Linked DNA regions of Hordeum vulgare: region 1 is linked to region 2. The links are chromatin contacts, called in public Hi-C maps. All regions are on one chromosome and are shown on one strand. Each heading gives the region's core, a stretch centred on a gene start, on an enhancer-like site or on the middle of the called end of the contact. The rest is flanking DNA. Distances are from core to core; before and after follow the strand shown.

Evidence for each region. A called contact is a pair of places that touch in the nucleus more often than the background predicts.
Region 1: a Hi-C map of leaf shows a contact between it and region 2, with 2.3 times the contacts expected there. The contact joins the promoter of LOC123403521 here to the promoter of LOC123401250 in region 2. A contact is called at or near these places in 2 of 6 Hi-C or Micro-C datasets (leaf and seedling).

What each region holds. Positions count from the first base shown.
Region 1 is chr6H:435,933,944-435,936,941 of MorexV3_pseudomolecules_assembly, reverse strand. It overlaps LOC123403521 (probable methyltransferase PMT15), which reads left to right and starts at 1,404. Exons shown (of 6, transcript XM_045097453.1): 1 at 1,404-2,458. The coding sequence starts at 1,724.
Region 2 is chr6H:435,244,964-435,247,717 of MorexV3_pseudomolecules_assembly, reverse strand. It overlaps LOC123401250 (homeobox-leucine zipper protein ROC5-like), which reads left to right and starts at 1,296. Exons shown (of 9, transcript XM_045094999.1): 1 at 1,296-1,827; 2 at 1,939-2,168; 3 at 2,271-2,388; 4 at 2,477-2,754. The coding sequence starts at 1,726.

The DNA of each region.
Region 1 (2,998 bases), core at 155-2,654, 690 kb before region 2:
GGAATTATAATAATAACTATATTTATTATTGCCTCTAGGGCATAATTCCAACACGCAGGATGGTGAAGGAGAGGGTGGTCGCAACCATGGCCGGGAGAGACCCACCTCGATGCGGGGGGTCAGCTCTTCTGCACGCCAAGGTAGCTCGGCTTGGTGCCGCTGGAGCAGCCAAGAGAGCAAGAGAAATAAACAAATGTAGTTGTCAGTCACACTCAGACCAGAGCAGAACAAGAAATTCAGTTAACTGTTGACTGCATTCCCTCCCATCTTCAGAGGGAGCTCAGATTCTTATTTTTGTACCTGAAGTGGAAGATGGCGGCGAGCGTGGCGAGCTCGCTGCTCCTGAGCACCAGGTCCCTGAATTCCTTCCCGGGATTGGAAGGAGACATGGCTGGCCAGCGGGCAGAGATGCGGCGGCGGTGGCCAGCGTGCAGAGATGCGGCGGCGGCGGCCAGCGGGCAGAGATGCGACGGCGGCGGCCAGCGGGCAGAGATGCGCCTCCGTCAGCACCGCGGGAGCCCTCGGCGCGTGTTGCACCAGCCGAGCCGGCGCCGGCACCGGGGCGCGCTCCAGCCTCCTCACCTCGGTCGTGACCGCCTTCTTGGTCGCCACCTTCGCCCTGGCCGCCTTCTCCGCCTCGTTGCCCGTCTTGCTCGCCGGCTTCCTCGCGGCCGGCAGCTGCAGCTGCTGCCAGAACTTGTTGATGAAGTCGTCCGCCCTCTCGTCCACGCACGCGGCCTCCGACGGCCCCACGTCCGGCCGCCTCGCCTCCGTCAGCACCACGAGAGCCCTCGGCGCGTGCTGCACCAGCCGAGCCGGCGCCGGCACCGGGGCGCACTCCAGCCTCCTCACCTCGGCCGTGAGCCCGTGACCACCGAAACCTTATCTTAATAGAAGGATCTCGGATGGAATACTCCAAAACACGAGGTTCTTTTTGTAAGAACGAAATGTTTTCCTGGTTAGTCACTTAAAGAGGGACTGCGGGTTAATTATTTGAAAAGACAAGTATTTTTTTTTGCAAAATATCCACGACGTACGGCAGAAGCAGTAGCTGCCTTATTATTAGGGAAGATTAGGGGAGATATAGATTCCGTTCAACAATTTGAATTGTAGATCATATATAGATATTTGTCACAAAAATATTAATAACTTTTTACGAATCGGGAATAGACGACATCCGGCAGATTGCTCTAAAGCCGTACTTGGGTCTAGTACGCCATAGCCAACGGTTAGTTATATTATTTTCTTTGCTCTTACCACTATCATAGCTCAGTAGTTACACTTCCTGTCCAAAAAAATTTGCTACTTGTTTATACTTGAGCTCGGCGAATGTTTCCATCACGTGCTAGAGCCACCGGCGATGAGCAGTAAAGACAAATAACAAAAGCTTACGATGGTGTGCAGTGAGCAAATCACATGAGCATCGAGATCCAGTGGCCTCACGAGCTGAACATTCTTGAGAACAACACGGAATTACAGAGCGATGCGTGGTGAAATCCTTGATGTTTACGGGTGACGTTCACCCGTAATCACTACCTAATCCACGCACAGTCGAGGAAATCAAACGCGCTATTCACAGCCGTGTGATGCCCCCGCCTCGCCGCTACCTAACGGGCAGGGCTACCAGCTCAGTGACCACACCGACGAAGCCAGAGTGAAGTGGGCACTGAGAAGCGAGCAGAGGACGACACCACCGGGCTCCGAGCAGAGCGAGGAAGGAGCAATGGGGGTCCGCTCGGCGGCCACCAAGCTGCACATCCCGCCCACCCACTCCGGCGCCCGGCGCTCCTTCTTCCTGCCGCTCGCCGCCGTCGCCCTCCTCTGCTCCGCCTCCTACCTCCTCGGCGCCTGGCACCACGGCGGCGGCTTCTCCCCTTCCTCTCCCTCCCGCTCCGTCACCATCGCCACCGACATCTCCTGCACCACCACCCTCACCCCCTCCACCACCACCACCACCACCACCACCACCACTCCGTCCCTCGACTTCTCCGCGCACCACGCGGCGGCGGTCGACGCCGTGGCGGCCAGGGCCGCGTCCTCGGCATCCTCGGCGCCGCGGAGGTACCCGGCGTGCCCGGCCGAGTACTCGGAGTACACGCCGTGCGAGGACGTGAAGCGGTCGCTGCGGTACCCGCGGGACCGGCTGGTGTACCGGGAGCGGCACTGCCCCTCGGGGCGCGAGCGGCTGCGGTGCCTGGTGCCGGCGCCGGCCGGGTACCGCAACCCGTTCCCGTGGCCGGCCAGCCGGGACGTCGCGTGGTTCGCCAACGTGCCGCACAAGGAGCTCACCGTGGAGAAGGCGGTGCAGAACTGGATCCGCGTCGACGGGGACAAGCTCCGGTTCCCCGGCGGCGGGACCATGTTCCCGCACGGCGCCGACGCCTACATCGACGACATCGGGAAGCTCATCCCGCTCCACGACGGCTCCATCCGCACCGCGCTCGACACCGGCTGCGGGGTAAGTTACCAAGCTTCTTAATTAACTAGGTTTAGAATGGATTGCTTGCTCGAAACCGATTCTTGTGGTAGTATTAGAAATGGAAACACGAACATCTCTTGCTCAGCCGAGGACAAACAGGTCCGTCAGTTACTCAGATAGTAGTAGTACTAGAGAGAAGAAACTGCAGAATGTTGAACAAAGTGCAGTACATAGCACATTGTTCAAATTTTCACCTAAACCTGTGAATTATGCAACTATGAACTACATCTAGTACGAGTAAAGATAACAAATTTGGTTGAAACAGCACGAGTGGACTGTAAAATTCGCTTCTCCTGGACTAGTCAGTTCTCAGCTGTCATCCATCAAAGAAAACTTGACTTGTCGCTTTTCAACTGGTGCCACAAAATTATTGACAAAAAAATGGCCATCTTTTTTCAACGAATGCACAGTAGGGCAATTATGGGCATTGCCAGTCTGCACCTGCGACACCGTTCAAGTGTCGTCTATCTTTTCAGTAACGTTTACAGGGTAACTTTTTCGTGAACAAATGTACTGCCT
Region 2 (2,754 bases), core at 47-2,546:
CTACAAGGCTTCGATGAATTTGGTGAATTTCTCTTCCATGGCGTCGATGCGTTCGCTCGTCTTCGAACACGTTTGGTGGTGTCGGTCCAGCGTGTGCAACGATGGTAGTGTGGCTTGGCTATGAATACCAACCGATATGATCACACTAGTCTCCCCATTGATTTATCCATTAATCAATAGCAATATTGTGTGGAATTACATGATTGAGGATGAAGAAGAGAGAATGGAAAATGGGATGGGGGAGTAGCCGAGGGAACAACCAGACGCCAATCTCATCGACGCCCTAATAATATGTTGATCCCAACTGTACCTAGACGCTGGACTTGTCGTTCACGTCACCCACTCATCACCATGTGCCTTGGGATTGGGTCTCACGTTCCTCCTGGCCTTCTTTGTAGACGGTTGTCACGTGGGGTCCTTAACAGTTATTTATGGAAGAAAATTTACGCAATAATCAATTTTTGCCTTATCAGGTCATGTGACAACATATTTATCATATACTCCATTTATCTTATCATATAGTCAACAAAACAACCAATCTATTTATTGGTCTTAACTAGCATTTGCATGGATCGACACCTTCTCCTTTTACCCGGCAACCGCCTCAACATTTTTCCTTTCCGACCATCGTCGCTTCTACCCTATCTCTCCGCCCGCGTGCCGCAGTTGTCATTACGTTGACTCCCAAGCCTTTGCATTATATAGTTAAATGGACTTTACGACACCGCCCACAAAATTATCCATCGCCAGGCGCCACCAACAACGCTCTCTTACCCTATCATAAGCATTGCTTGACTCAGCTCCGTCGATATGGTCGCCGCCCAAAATAGAAGTAGAGAGTCAAGAAGACGCGTGTCCATGAATAAGAGATTCCTCACTAATAAGAGATTCAAAATAAATCTGATTCACTCAAGATCGCGTGGGAGAGCTGGCGCAAATACTATTGAGGAAAAACAATCGCACTGCCACGTTATTATCGAGAGAGAAACCCATCCAAGCAACACAGTTACTAGTGAGGCCACGGATGAAACGGAAACGGGTCCACTAGCAGCTCCGGCAGGCAAGCAAAGGAGCCGCTGCGGCGGTCGGGCCAGAGGAGCAAGACGCCGTGGAGGCGGGGAGACGGAACGGGACCCCACCCCCCCGGGACCTGACGGCCCTCCGCGGCTCCGCTCGGCGCAAGAAAGTAAGCGAGGGCGCCGGAAGGCAACAAAAAACAGGCACCGCACCGCCCGTTTGACTGCGCGCTGCATCAGCGTCAGCGCCTCGCGTTTCTCCCCACCCTTTTCCGTGCGTCCACACCCGGGGGCCGGGGAGTCCTCCCCCCACATCGCTCCCCTCGTATCGTCGTCTTGCCATTTTGACCCTCCCGTTCCCATCTCCCCGTGCATAAAGCTTTCTTTAATCGCCAGCTCTCTCTCTTGCTCGCTCGCTCCGGCCTCGCCTCTCCACTCCTCCCTTATTCTAATCCTCCCCTCGCCGTGGAGGGTTAGGGTTTTGAGGGGCCTAATCTCGTGGTAGTAGAAAGAGGGTGGCCGAGGCGAGGCGGGGCGACTCTCTCTCTCTCTCTCCACCGCTTCCAGAGGCGCAGCCGAGGATTCGGGTCGTGAGGTGTGCAGATCCAGGCCTAGGTCCTTTTTGGGACCGAGGATAGAGACGGTGAAAAGGCGACGCCAGGTCTACTACACTCGTGTCGTGTCTGCTCCTCCCGGGGGACGTGGGAGGATGAGCTTCGGGGGGCTCTTCGACGGCGGCGGCGGCGGCGGCGGCATGCAGTTCCCTTACGCCGGCGCCTTCTCCTCCTCGCCCGCGCTCTCCCTCGGGCTGGTAAGCCTTCGGCGCTCGTCACGGCCGGAACGCTCGTTCGCTTCGCTTCGCTTTGCTTTGGCGTGGTGGATGATTGGTGGAGTTTTTTGTTGTTGCTGTTGTTGTTTTCAGGACAACGCCGGCGGGCGAGACGGCGGCATCGGCGGGCGGATGTTTCCCGACGGCGCGATGGCCAGGGACGCGGAGGCGCAGAACGACAGCCGGTCGGGGAGCGACCACCTGGACGCCATCTCCGGCGTCGGCGACGACGACGACGACGCCGAGCCCAGCGGCAGCAACCCCCGCAAGCGCAAGAAGCGCTACCACCGCCACACGCCGCAGCAGATCCAGGAGCTCGAAGCGTAAGAGCCACCGCCCAAAGCTATTTGCATCCACCTTCTCTCTCTTCCTTTTTCCTCCTGTCCTCTCATGCATGGGTTCGTCGTCCTCTCCGCCTCGTGTAGGCTTTTCAAGGAGTGCCCCCACCCGGACGAGAAGCAGCGCGGCGAGCTCAGCAAGAGGCTCTCCCTCGATGCGCGGCAGGTCAAGTTCTGGTTTCAGAACCGCCGCACTCAGATGAAGGTAAGTAGATTTATCATCCGCGATCCATTTCTCATTCGCCCGTTCGTGGTCTCATGCTTTATCCTGACGCGTCTTTTTCCGTGCCCAGACGCAGCTGGAGCGGCACGAGAACGCGCTGCTGAAGCAGGAGAATGAGAAGCTGCGCACGGAGAACCTGACCATCAGGGAGGCCATGCGCACCCCAATGTGCGGCGGCTGCGGCAGCCCGGCCATGCTAGGGGAGGTCTCCCTGGAGGAGCAGCACCTGCGCATCGAGAATGCAAGGCTCAAGGATGAGCTCAACCGTGTCTGCACCCTTGCCACCAAGTTCCTCGGCAAACCCGTGTCTCTTCTGTCGCCACTCCAGTTGCAGCCACACCTGTCGAT